Linked DNA regions of Mus musculus: all the other regions are linked to region 1. Evidence: chromatin contacts called from public HiChIP or PLAC-seq data. All regions are on one chromosome and are shown on one strand. Each heading gives the region's core, a stretch centred on a gene start, on an enhancer-like site or on the middle of the called end of the contact. The rest is flanking DNA. Distances are from core to core; before and after follow the strand shown. Region 1 holds the start of Hsd11b2 (hydroxysteroid 11-beta dehydrogenase 2). Region 2 holds the start of Ctcf (CCCTC-binding factor). Region 3 overlaps Lrrc36 (leucine rich repeat containing 36).

Region 1 (4,401 bases), core at 1,106-3,605:
AAATCTGACTGGGGGAAGGGAGTGTGTGTGCACACACATGCACTCTTGCTTCTGCTTCCTTTTGGAGGAGACAGAACTTTACTAAAAGCCTCCCAGAAACTCAGCTCCGGGGTCCTTACCCTCTTGCTCACCTGTAAACCTGCCTGCATGTTCACACACGAGCTTGACCCCTGTCTCCCTTCAGCACGAAGACACATACATAATGCATGCACACAAGGTACCAAGTCACACAGCCCAGACATGACAGCATGGCTGAGCTTGTGGCCTAGGTTTGACAAACAATTCTTGGGCATTCTTGGGGAGGGATGAGTGTAGGCAGAAAGCGCAGTGTTCTTGGCAGGTGGGTCAAGAACCGGTCACTTAAGTGCTCTTGCTGCTTGGTGGTGACTCGGAAAACCCCAGAGTTTTCAGGCATCAGGAAGCTAGAAGCCAACTTCCAGTGCTTACACGGGAGTAGGCTGGGGCCAAATTCTCTTCTCCCAAACACTGAGGTTTGCAGAGATGGAAGGAGCCTGGGGCACAGAAAGCATCCCTCTTCTCACCTCTTGCTCAGGCTCAAGACTAGACCAGTAGCAAAGACCTGAGGTGAGATCTCAGGATGCCCCAGCTGTATCAGTAGAACCTGAAGTGGCATAGGATCTGGTGAAAGCCGCTCACACAGGACAGGAAGAGATCTGTTCCATGTTTGAAGGCAGAGCCTATAACGAGTCCCTGCTTCATTTCAAGGGAATTCAGTAGCTTTCCTTCCTCAGGCTCCTGAAAGGGGGGGGGGGGGGGGGCTTGCCGTGGCTTCACACTCACTCTGGAAGTCTCTTCCATATCACCTGAGTCCTACTCAACCTCCACCCTCTCTTCCGAAGCCATATCACCTTAGTGCAATCTGGTTTCTCACCTGACATTCGGGTCTCCTCCCAAGGAAACTTCACATCCCCCCCCCCCCCCAGCCAGACTGGTTATTGACTGTCCCCTTCCCAAACCGTGCTTATTTCTTTCTGTCTTAAACCTTTGTCTCACGCCCTTTCTAGGATCCAAGACACCTTTCAGATTCCACCTGTCACTACCCAACTCCCTCCAAGGTCCAGTTCAAGGATTTCCTCCTAAAGTCTCCCGGCCCTATCCTATCATGCAGACCACCCATAAAGGACCAAGACCTCCAAGAAGCCATGGTGGTTGGGGGAGAAACAGCTGCCCCTCCCCCCATGCAATGGACCAATGCCCCCTGGCCTTCCTCCCCCTCCCCATTTCCTGCTGGGTCTGCAGCCCCCCTCCCCTCCCCTTCCCTCCTGATGACAGATTTATTCCCTGCTCCAGACAAAGAAAGCACAGGCAGGCACTAGAGACACCTGAGTCCAGCTCTCTGAGGACCCTTTCCTGGGCACCCAGGGCTGGGCAGGATGAGGTGTTAGGTGTAGACTGCAGGCGGCTGCAGTTTTGGCAGTGGGTAGCTGGATCTAAGAAGCAGCTACTCTCCAGCTGCTGTGAACTCAGGCGGTTCTGAACTCCAAGGATTCCAGCCAGAGGAGGTCGGGGAGCAGAACTCACCATCTAAGCACTCTGCCCCCAGAGAATAGCAGATACTGTGTTCTAGTGATGTGGGGGATGTCAGGCAGAGTTCAAGAGATGGCATTATCCCCGTCTCGGGTCTTCTGAAGTCCCCTAAAGTACTGTCTTCTGCTCCACACCTGATCTCTTAAGGAGCTCAGCATAAACTAAGTTTCTCCTCTTTCAGTCACTAGTTTCCTTTGAGCACCTGCCCACTCTCTACTTTCTCACCAATAATCCTCGCGGTCGCAGGTAGTTAACCCAGACTTGGTGAGGTGCCCGGAGCTTCCTACTTGGCTCACTTTCTTGCGTTTAGAGAAGGACTCTTACGTCTGAGCTGCGGAGTTCCCCTTGATGGCGCCCAAGGGAAACCCTCTAGGTGTGCGGTCCCGCCCTCCAGCCTGGAGTCCCTGCGCTCTGCACACTCACCGGTGATGAGCACCGCGCGAGTGGCCACCGGCAGGCGAGGAGGGCGCGCTAGGCGGGACAACGCGATCCAGCCAGCACCAGCCAGCACCACGAGTGCCGCCGGCGGGGGCAGCAGGCGCTGGCACAGCCAGTCGAGAGCAGCCAGCAGGGCCAGTGCCGCCAACAACGGGCGGCCCAGACGCAGGTCTGAGCGCAGCAGCTGCAGCAGCGCGCGGGCAGCCACCAGCAGCCAGGCGCCGCCCGACGGCCAAGGCCAGCGCTCCATGACTTCGGGGCCGGGCTGGGGCGGGGCGGGGGCCTGGTTGGGGAGCGCCGAGAGGGACTCGAGGCTAGGACACGGAATGCAGAGGAACACCGGCCTGGGGTGGGAGGGATACTCGCTTTCTTTGCGGGGTCCTCGGACCCAGCTTATAAAGCGCCCTGGGGGCGGGGTTGGGGCGGTGCGAAGGCGGGGCTAGGGTGGGGCTTTCCTCCACTTCTATCTTAGCACCCCACGCCAGGCAGGTGCCCCCCCGCCCAGCCCCCCTGTCTAGATCCGTTTTCGAAGAAGCCGGAACAAAGTCCCCAAGTTGCATGAGGCGGAGCCGTCAGTCGCCAGCTTCGCCCGGGAAAGGGCCAGTCTGCCCAACCCTGTGCCTTACATCTCATTCACTCCTGTGCGCCTATTGGCATGCCAAGGACTCTGAGCCTCCGAGCTCAGGAGTGCACATCCTGCTCACGCTTCCTCAGGGATACTTAACACACACATACCACCAACATCAGCACCACCACCACCAACTTTCATTCAAGTATTCCACATTGCTGTGGCTGTGACTGCCATGACTTCCAGAACACTGCATGGAAGCAGCCAGAGTCTGCTGCCAGCCACACCCGCCCCCGCATGCAGTGCCAGGCATGGCCTTAGGTCCCTGGTACACACGCCCAAATGTGCACTCTCACCTGGGTAGTTCTCAGCCACAGCTAGGAGAGAAGGGGGGTTCTGTTTCACTTCATTTTCTTCCATAGTCTAGAACTGGGGATGGAGGGAGAGGAAGGAGGAGGAGGAGAGAGACATACATACAGAGAGACAGAAACACACAGAGAAAGACAGAGATGGAAAGGTCAATGAAGGCATCAAGGTCTCCTTTTTTCTTTAGCTTCATCTACCCCCTCCCCAGGAACCAGTTAATGGGAAGACCTGGGAGAAGGGTCAGGACAGGGTGGTCCCTGATCTGCTACACTGAGTCCCCAGGGGATGAATTAAGTAGTGTGTGGGTGCATTTCCCTCCCTGTGTGTATGAAGGTCCTTGTTTGTGTGTGGCCTGGCACCCTGCGCCACCCCCGTGTCTGGCAACCTGTGCCTAACATGCATGCCAGGGCTCTGGCAGGCACTGGGGGTTAAGTGCAGAGCGAGGAGCAAAGCCGAGCTGTGGAGATCCCTACGTCTGTGAACCCCCAGACCTTCCCCCCTTGACACACACACCTCCCCATTCCTCATCTCTATCCTTTCTAGGTCCTGAGAGGGTCATAGATTCCTTATCACAGCTCTCTGTCCTGCGGTTCATTCTCTTCCCTGTATCCAGAATCCGGTCCAGTGTTTCATGTAAACACTCAAAGCCCTCCCTTCCATCCGGGTGTGGGTTCCTGAAGAGCCAGTGAACTCTTCGGGAAGGAGCTGGTGTCCAGACTCTCTTGAGAGGAAGAACTCTGCATGAAGACCCCTGTTCCCCACTCAGAGTCACTCCTCTGTCCCCACTCAGAGTCACTCGTGTGTTTCCATCCACCCATCCTCTGTCTATAAATATGGACAATGGTGGAACCCTGGCCTGGGTGTCAGGACTTGCCTGAGTAAGCTGTGTGTCCCTGACCTTGGGTGTGTGGCTTTGAGTTCTTTTATATCTGTGTCTATGGGGTTCTATGCCCTGTGTCATGTATGACCTTATGTGTGCTTGCACATAAGTGTGTATGTGCTACGTGTGCTTCCTATAGCTTCTGTCTCCTCTTCTTGCTTCTAGGAACTCAGAGAAACAATCCTTTTCTAAACCCACTGACTCCGGTTGTTCTGAGTCAATTGTCCAGGTCAAGAAATGAATGACATGCCTTGCTTTAACTAAGTTATCCTCCTTAGAATCCAGCTACAGTTTTTCCAGCCTCAGCCACTTTAAGTACTTTCCCTAAGGTAGGAAAAAGAGAGAGAGAGAGAGAGAGAGAGAGAGAGAGAGAAAGCAGAGTCCTAGGGGGAATAGTCAAGCTTCCCCCGCCACACACACACACCAGTTCTCAGAGCAAGAAATAGACACAAGAGAGCAAGGTGGGGAGAATGGGAAGCAGGGCTCTACCCTAGTCCCATGAAGTACCTGGGGAAACCCAGGACAGGGAGAGAGGGAGACTGGCTGAGAGTAGATGGGTGGAGGGAATTGTCTTTGAGTAGGATGCTTCTAGAACAAATAC
Region 2 (4,401 bases), core at 1,110-3,609, 120 kb before region 1:
AGCATCACGAAAGCAGTTTCATAGGATTTCAATGTGTGGCTAGTGTGGCCTAACCAGCCAGAGAATCCTGGGTTCATTTATGGAGGGCAGAAAGGTTGGGGAGTGTTCAAAGAGTTGCATACAATGTGGGTTGCTAAAACCTCCAAACTGAAATCACACACAGTAAACAACACAATCTTTCTTAGCATCAAGATGATGGAAGCGAGTGCGTCGTTGGAGCACATCTTTAACCACAGGGCTAGGAAGACAGAGAGAGAAGCAGGTGAATCTGAGTTTGAGGCCAGCCTGGTCTGCAGAGCTCCAAGGACAGCCAGAGCTAGAGAGACAGTGTGTTTGTGTGTGTGTGTTGGTGTGTTAAAGCACCTCATTATCTTTTCTTTCTGAAAATGTCAACCTAGATTTTTTTCTTAAGAACCTAAGCCACACATCAGTGGCTAATTGGTAAGAAAATCCGTGTTAAGCGTGGTGGGGAAAGGCTTTTATCCCAGCACTCGGGAGGCAGAGGCAGGCGGATTCTGAGTTCGAGGCCAGCCTGGTCTACAAAGTGAGCTCCAAGGCAGCCAGGGCTATACAGAGAAACCCTGTCTCGAAAAACCAAAAAAAAAAAAAGAAAATCCGTGTTAGAGTGGGTACGAAAAGGTTACTCCAGCAGTTTATCAAAGGAAGCTTTTAAATGCAAAAGACTTAATGCCAGGATAAATACCCTGTTTAATTTCTTTTCCTGCCTATGGATGCCTTGGAATTTTAGCTTTCTTAGTTGATCTAAACTCCAAAAAAGTATTAAGTCTCTTTGCTAATGTTTACTTAATGCTAAACTCAATACAGGAAGTCAGATACTAAAGAGTAGTTACATTAGGCACAGAAATTTATAAACCATCTGCTGCAAGTGACCCAGGATCCAATTACAACATCAACCCTCACATTTCATCCAACAGTCAAATTACCAGTCCAGTCATGAATAAGTTCATTCTACCCTATTGGCGCATTAGATCGGTTTGCACGATCTCTAGAGAGGGGCTGAACTGTCTTAGCCTAGCCCTAGAGCATCAGGTCCTAAGTGGAGTGCAAAGTTAGCGTCAGGACATTTTAAATAGGAGGCAAACTCCAGCGTCGCCTGTACCATCGCAACCAGCCCATGCTCCCGAATTTATGAGTTTATCACATCACTTGAGATGAGAGTGAAATTAAGTTTCAGTCCCTTTTGAGATTTCTGAGCGCACCAAGTCTGACTGCTATCGTTTCAAGGGGCTGAAAGAGTGCGAATACAGCTGGAGAAAAACTACTTTGGTGCAGGAATTCGTGTCTTTTTCCGCGCACCATTGGGGGCCGCACCGGTCGGGTCCCGCGCGATGCCCTGGCGTGAGTTTGGGGGCGCAGCGGGGCCCGGCGGGGGCGGCGAGCGCGCGTTCCCCCGCCCGCTCGGGCGGCGTCGAGGCGCGAGCAGCTCAGCCAGCCTTGCAGAGGGAGCTCTCGGCAGCTCAGGGGTCCCCTCTGCTCGCAGCCACAGCAGCGCCGCCTGCGACACTCGGCGGCGACGGAGACCGGCAGCGGGGACGATCGGACTACGAGAGACTAGAGAGCACCCCAGCTGCTGGAGAAGCAACGCAGGGAGATCGGGTAGGTTCCGGGACCGGCTGGACTTGAAGATGGGGAGTCTGAGGCGCGTCGGTCGGGACCCGACACCCACACGGTTCCGGGACCTGGCTAAGCGGCCGGCCGAGGGTTCAGAACCCCTAGGCGAAGCAAGCGGCGGCAACCGAGCCTCAGAGGGTCCAGACTCGGTAAGGGGTATCCGTCGCGGGAGGGGCAGAGGGCGGGCCGTGGCCCGAAGATCAGCCGGGCCAAAAGCCGGCCTCGAGGGTAGAGACAAAGGAAGGAAAATGGAGTCGCCGAGCGCGCAGGCCTCTGTCGCCACCGCCGCCAGAGGCCTACCATGTTGGGAGGAGGGAAGCTTAGCGGGCGGGCGGGCGGGCGTGGAGGGGGTTGGCCAGGCCCTGGCGGCGGCGCCGGGCAATGGCGGCGGCCGCGCCGCAGCAGGGACGGTAGAGGGAGACAAACACCCCCCGGCGGCGGCGCTGGCGCTGGCGCCGGGCTGCAGCCAGCGCCGACCGGAGCGGCCCCATCGTGACACCTAGAGGCGGCCCGCGAAACCTCCTCCACCCCGGGCCCCCTTTACCTTCGCGCCACACCCCCCGCGGCGCCCGCTCCGCCGCCGCTCCACCGCTCCGGCCACCTGGCGTCCCCGGCCGGCTCCGCGCGCCCGCACCGGCTGCTGCTGGTCGCCGCTGCCGCCAAAGAAGCAGCTCCGCGCACGGTTTAATCGCTCCACAGGCTCGGACACAAAATGGCGGCGGCGCGGTGCAGTGCGCCTGCGTCGGCGCTGCCGGGGCCGCGGGTGCTGATAAGGGAAGAGTCGGGTGGGGGGGGCCGGCCGGCGGCGACGAGGGCGGGGGAGGAAAGGTGAGGGGAGGGGTTGGCGCAGGGCAGCATGGGAGGCGGCCCCGGGCGCCAACTTTCAAAAGCCGGCGCGATGGCGTCACGGGGATGCGCCGCGAGGCGCGGCGTCACGCCGCACGCGCCCTCCCGCGCCCTCGCCGGGTCGCGCGTGGGCTCTGCCGGCGGCGCGGAGGCGGCCTGGTTCCCATTGGGGTGGGGCTTCCCTGGGCGGAGGCTGGCGGCTTCTGGGCGATCGGGTCTCCGCCTAGTTGCCCTGATTTCCTTAGCTCGCTCATTTTCCCTCCAAGCTGCGAAGGGCGGGAGGACGACGGGGAGCTGAAGTAAGCGCGCGGGGCTGGGGCCGTGGGGGTTGAGGAAGCGCCAGGGTTCTACCCTGCCCGGTCTCCTCCCACCCGGGGTTAGCTCTGCACCCTGTCCCGCCGCCGAGTCAAATGCAGTGAGTTCCCGCACTCTCTCACTTCTCCGACACTTGCCCAGTGCTCAAGATCGACTGCTAGGGGCTTCGCCCGGGGATCTTAGTAGTCTTCCTCCCAAGAAAAGGGCCTTAGAAAACCGAATGTGAAATTAAGAGAATCGGGACAGAGTCACCTCAGTCCGGAGATATAGCAGACCACACCACAGCAGTCGTGTTTAGCTGTATTTGGCACCGTGAACGTCTAAGTTTTTAAGACTGTTCTTTTTATTTCGGTTCCCAGTCGGTGGTACTTAATCCCTTCCCTTTCCCGGGAAGACCCTATTGGCAGGTGTTCTAATCATCTTCTCTCCCCGCCCCCCATAGCCTTGGAATGTGACTCGGGATTGTAGTCCCAGTTCTCTTGCTTTAGCTGTTTGGATAACAAATGCACCTGGCAGCAAGCTTCTGCCCTATTCATATACATCTGGGCTGTGTTGTGGGTATGCTGGTCCATTATCAATAGATATTGTTTATTCCCCCCAAAAGAATCGGAAAGTTAGAAGCATGTAAGATCCCACTGTTCAGATGTCAGTAACTAAGGCAAATGTGTTTAAACATCTTGAGTCCATTCACCCACTGTTGTGGAGCTTCCCTCCATGACTGGACTTAGAGGAAAGATAGAAGAGAAAGTCCAAGATTAGAAAGAGGATAATAGACAAGGAAGTAAACAGAAAGACAAGTCTAGACTGTTGGATTGTAGAATCCAAGACCAGAAGTAAGTTTGAGGCAGGAAGAGAGGTTTCTGGTTTTCAGATGCTGAGAGTTCCGGTACAGTTCAGCCAGAGGCTTAGCTATTGAGTTTATTACCTTGGAGATAGCTGGGAAAGATCATGGTGACTTTAGCTTGACTCATATGGATTAACTGAAGAGGTTAACCTGAGTAGAATGGGTTAAAAAGTAAACAGGAGAGTAAGGAAATAGAGACAGTGCATGAAGGCAGCCTGAGTTCTGCTGTGGGTAGAGCAGACATTGGGGAATAGGTGCAGAAGGATGTGAGGTCAGGGGGGAGTTTTGTTCTGTCTCCCTTTGGGCGGTATGAATCCAACCCAAAGCCATGGTCTCTGCCCTTGAGCATCATCTCAACTCTGGGGATGTTTTAAAAGGTGGTAGAGGGGGTCAAGTGGTGATGGCTTACACATTTAATCCTAACACTTGGGAGATAGAGGCAGCCAGATCACTTTGAGTTTAAAGCCAGCCTGTTCTACAGAGTTACTTATAGCCAGTGCTACACAGAGAAACCCGTCACACACACACACACACACACACACACACACACACACACACACACAACCTAACTAAAAGAGATGATATTGCCAGACAATGGTGGCACATGCCTTTAATCTCAGCACTTGGGAGGCAGAGGCAGGAGGATTTCTGAGTTCGAGGCCAGCCTGGTCTACAGCATGAGTTCGAGGACAGCCAAGGATATACAGAGAAACCCTGTCTCAAAAAAAAAAAAAAAAAAAAAAAAAAAAAAAGGATGCTATTAT
Region 3 (4,401 bases), core at 1,072-3,571, 73 kb after region 1:
CTGTCTCGAAAAAACCAAACCAAACCAAACCAAACAACAACAAAAAAAGATTTTAGCCCACAGTTTTAATAGCGGAAACATAGCTAAGGAAAATGTTAATAAGATGAAAGGTGGACTTTTTGTGCAGTGGTGGCCCACGTCTTTAATGCCAGCACTCAGGAGGCAGAGGCAGGTGGATCTCTGAGTTCCAGACCAGCCTTGACTACAGAGTGAGTTCCAGGACAGTCAGGGCTACACAGAGAAACCCTGCCTCAAAAAACAAAAAACAAAAAACAAAAAACAAAAAACAAAACAGAACAAAACCCAACAACAACAACAAAGAAAGGTGAACCAGAAGGATTATTCAAAGTGTTAATCAATCAAACAAACAAAAAAGATGAAAAATATAAAAGAACAAGAGATAAATAAATTAGCTGGGCACAGTGGAATACACATCTACTCCCAGCACAAAGGCAGAGGTAGGAGGATCTCTGTAAGTTAGAGGCCAGTCTGATCTACATAGTGAGTTCCAGGACAGCCAGTGAGATTCTGTCTTGAAACCACCACTTTGGAGGCGGGGGGTGGGGGAGGGGGGAGAGAACAAACTGTGATATATTTGTTTAATTAAGAGTTCCAGAAGAATAAGAAGAGTGTATAAACCATAGTTATATTTTTCAGAACTAATGAGTTCAGTTCATGAGTAATAGACACCAGTGATCCAGTGGAATAAGGCACCGTTCTGAAAGAAGCATCCCGCAATATAGAACCCTACCCTCACCCAAAATCCCCTTCAAGAATAATGGTGAGCTGGGTAGCGGTGGTGCACGCCTTTAGTCCCAGCACTTGGGAGGCAGAGGCAGGCAGATTTCTGAGTTCGAGGCCAGCCTGGTCTACAAAGTGAGCTCCAGGACAGCTAGGGCCACACAGAGAAACCCTGCCTCAAAAAAACCAAAAAAAAAAAAAAAAAAAACCAAAAAAAAAAAAAAAAACACCAAAACCACCAAAACCAAACCAAACCAAACCAAACCAAAACAAAACAAAACAAAACAAAACAAAAAAAAAACCAAAACCAAAAAAAAAAAAGAAAGAAAGAAAGAAAAAAAAAAGAATAATGGTGAAGGGGAAGCATTAAGCCAACAAACAGAACAGAGAGTTCATCACCAACAGGCCACACCGAAGGATGCACTATAAGCTGGAGGAAATGATCTCAGAAGGGATTGGATGCCTGGGCTAAAGAAAGAAATAAAAACAAAGATAAATCTAAATGGAAATTGCATTAAAGAAATCTTGTGGGGTTTAATCCCAATGAGCAAAAAGAAAAAAGAAGAAAAGAAAAGAAAAGAAATGGTAACGGAGATAGTTTCCTAAATGACCATATTGTCATTTGGAGGAAAGCAGGAGAAGAAAGAGAAACGGTGTAGAAGGAAACAGTCACTCTTCAAGCAGAAAAGCCTCCCAGATGGTAAGCTCTGAGCCAGTCCCTGGGGAAAGCAGAAGGGTCAGCTGACCAGAAGATGGAGCGCTGCCGGGTCATCTTGTAAATCTTATCCCATCCAGATCTCTCTGGATACCCAATGAGCAAAATATTTACCATCTTCCTGGTGAAGGTCACTTGTCTCCCTTCTTGTTGCTTCCTGCATCTAAAAAAAAAAAAGTTTGAAAATTTAGGAAGAAAGGCATCTGTGAGTGTTCAGATAAAAGCTCACTGAGAGTGGGAGTTCAGCATATTTTCCTGTTACCATGGACACACATCCCTGGAGGTTGGGAAACAGACCTTCCAGCAGGGGTTGAGCCCATTGTAAAACAGTTACAGCACGAGGAGGCTCCAGAGTTGCTTTAGAGTGGGATGGAGGCTCCTTGAAAACAAACACTGCGATGCTGAGTTTTGTCTGCATGCAAATTAGTTCAGGCCCATGTTTTCATTTTCGTCTGGAGGGGGAGGTGAGAGGGTGGTGTGTGTGGAGGGATGCGCATAAGAGTTAACCATCAAAGGTTGATGTTGGCTGTCTTCCTTTAGTACTCTGCAACCTTAATTTTTGATGCAGAGCCTCTCATTAGACTTGTAGCTCATCTATTTGATTAGTCTGGCTGGCCAGTGCGCCCGTGATCCACCTGTCCCCCTTTAACTGTACACGGCTTTTACATGGGACTCCAAACCAGCTGCCCACGCCTGCACAGCAAATGCTTCACCTACTGAGCCATCTCTCCACCCAGATCTCGGTTTCCAGTTTTATCTTCTCTATTTATTTGGTTTTTCTGATAAAGCTGAGTACTAGCTACAGAAGCTAACAAGAATTTACGTTCATTCTTCTTTTTCTCCGGAGACAGGGAGTGCAGTGCAGCCCTGGCTGGCCTGGAGCTCCCTGCATAATCAGGACAGCCTAACAGTCCTACTTCTGCCTCCTCAGTACTGGCATTACAGGTGTGTGCCCATTGTGCCAAGCAACTGCTGGAGTTTTAAGAAGCTGTAAATTAATCTGAGGCATAACTAGGCAACTGAAGCTGAAGCAAAAAGAAAGCAATCTAATATGTATTTTTTTTAAATCTTAAAATATTTGGTTATAATCTTAAAATATATTGGCTAGGGCTATACTTCTGTGGTACTGTACTAGCCCAGCATGCCCAAGGCCTTGGGTTCTATTCCAGCATATACTGGCACCCACATATACAATTTATGTAACCAAAAAAAAAAAAAAAGGAGGGGGAGGAGGAGGGAGAGGAAGAGGAAGGAGGAGGAGGAGGAGGAGGAGGAGAAGGAGGAGGAGAAGAAGAAGAAGAAGAAGAAGAAGAAGAAGGAGGAGGAGGAGGAGGAGGAGGAGGAGGAGGAGGAGAAGAAGGAGAAGGAGGAGAAGGAGGAGAAGGAGGAGAAGGAGGAGAAGGAGGAGAAGGAGAAGAAGAGAGAAGGGAAAGAATTATTTGCACTGCTTTATGCTAAATTTAAAGATTATAGTAACTTATTCAATTCTTTTTTTTTTCTTCCTTAAGGAAATAATTCTAGAGAGGGTGTTTTTATTTGTTTTTAACTCTGAAGTACTACTTAATTGTATATTGGAATAGACATTGTCTCTGTTTTCTCAAATAAATAGCAAGATTTAAAAGAAAAGAAAAGAAAAGGAAAGGAAAAGAAAAGAAAAGAAATGGTAACTGATATAGTTTCCTAGCACCCAAGTAGGACCTCTAAAAACAAAGAAACAAATGCTAAGTGCCTTGAGAACTAGAAGGCTTTATAGCACACACGTATTGAAAAACCCTCACTGTCTCTTCACTAAAGCTGCGCTGACCATTCTCATCTCCATTAGCCCTTCCTCTGGCCGACTGTTTTCCACCATTCTGTTGCTTACTTAAAAAAAAAAAAAAAAAAAAAAAGCAAAGGAAGAAGCTGTCTGTTCTTATGTCACTGGCTCACACACAAGCTTTAATAAAGAGATTACATGACTTCTACCACCTTTTTTTCCCCTCAGAAAACTTGGGGGGGGGGTTGTTTGTTTGTTTGTTTCCAATACAGGTTTCTCCGAGTAGCCTTGACTGTCCTGGAACTCACTCTGTAGACCAAGCTGGCCTCAAACTCAGAGATCTGCCTGCCTCTGCCTCCCGAGTGTGCTACCACTGTCCCGCTGTTATCTTTAATTTTTCCTAAATCTTGCACTGTCGCTAATCTCTCATTGCCTATCACTCCTTGCCACATTACCCTCCCTCGCTGTCTGTTACACAGCAGAGACTGCTTTGGGGGAAAGCTGCCTTGATACGTAAAACTTTGAGTTTAAAAAAGGAGGAGGGAGAAAATGTGAGAGGTCAGAGAACAGGAGATGGGGGCGTTTGGTAAAGAGAAGGAATTTTATAGCCAGCTCTGAGCTGTTAAACATGGATGCATCCCTGCTTGAAGACCAATGCCCAGCTTCCAGTGTGCTAAGTAAGGTCCCACATATAAGTAAAGACAACACCATATTATTAGTATTGGTCATTCGGCAGGAGAGTGAGTGGATTACCTGTGTCCCCAGCGGAAAAACGTCTAATTTCTGAGCTGGTGTGCCACTGCCCTGGGCTGCACAAATGCTGGTTAGGGAATCCTTTATTTCCCGGTTGGGGAAGGGAATAAAAAGTCCTTTGTTTGCGTCTATATTAAAAGGAAAGGAATACAGTGAAGTCCCAACATAGTTCAAAGGTAGCATGTCTTATAAAAAAGATACTAAGGTATCACAAGACCTGGGGTTAACTCATGGCGTCACCGCTTAGAAACTATGAGAACCTGGGCAGGTTGCTTCATCAGCTCTCTGAATTCCCTCACTTTGTTAGTTCAGCAATGCTGATGAGACGTATACTACCCGTCTTTCAGCAGCAAAGGGAGGCAAAAACAAGACCATGGGTACAAAATGGTCTCGTAAGTTTTGAAGTGTTCTGTAGACACTCAGAAGTCGAAACGTA

The links. HiChIP or PLAC-seq counts read pairs in DNA pulled down with a chosen protein or histone mark.
Region 2: an H3K4me3 HiChIP or PLAC-seq map of embryonic stem cells shows a contact between it and region 1, with 19 read pairs. The contact joins the promoter of Ctcf here to the promoter of Hsd11b2 in region 1. A contact is called at or near these places in 1 of 39 promoter capture datasets (cranial neural crest), 2 of 484 Hi-C or Micro-C datasets (embryonic stem cells and nephron progenitors), 5 of 115 datasets of contacts at active chromatin or transcription factors (bone marrow-derived macrophages, embryonic stem cells, memory CD8 T cells and 1 more) and 2 of 9 other capture datasets (adipose tissue and pancreatic islet).
Region 3: an H3K4me3 HiChIP or PLAC-seq map of embryonic stem cells shows a contact between it and region 1, with 25 read pairs. The contact joins the enhancer-like site here to the promoter of Hsd11b2 in region 1. A contact is called at or near these places in 18 of 39 promoter capture datasets (the 3T3-L1 cell line, 3T3-L1-derived adipocytes, the C10 cell line and 11 more), 3 of 484 Hi-C or Micro-C datasets (embryonic stem cells and nephron progenitors), 2 of 115 datasets of contacts at active chromatin or transcription factors (both in embryonic stem cells) and 3 of 9 other capture datasets (adipose tissue, liver and pancreatic islet).

What each region holds. Positions count from the first base shown.
Region 1 is chr8:105,516,700-105,521,100 of GRCm38.p6, reverse strand. Hsd11b2 (hydroxysteroid 11-beta dehydrogenase 2) reads right to left here and starts at 2,355. Exons shown (of 5, transcript NM_008289.2): 1 at 1,972-2,355. The coding sequence starts at 2,236.
Region 2 is chr8:105,634,496-105,638,896 of GRCm38.p6, reverse strand. Ctcf (CCCTC-binding factor) reads right to left here and starts at 2,359. Exons shown (of 12, transcript NM_181322.3): 1 at 2,177-2,359. It overlaps Gm5914 (predicted gene 5914), which reads left to right and starts at 1,423. Exons shown (of 2, transcript NR_151742.1): 1 at 1,423-1,617.
Region 3 is chr8:105,443,426-105,447,826 of GRCm38.p6, reverse strand. It overlaps Lrrc36 (leucine rich repeat containing 36), which reads right to left. Exons shown (of 14, transcript NM_001170788.1): 6 at 3,966-4,093; 7 at 1,571-1,619. Among named protein-coding and RNA genes, the nearest start is that of Tppp3, 26 kb to the left of the region's middle. Within about 2 kb of position 2,321, at least 47 of the 459 cell types and tissues checked have an H3K27ac peak or open chromatin away from gene starts, as enhancers often do. A contact at or near this core is called in adipose tissue, embryonic stem cells, hippocampal neurons and 1 more, where this site is marked.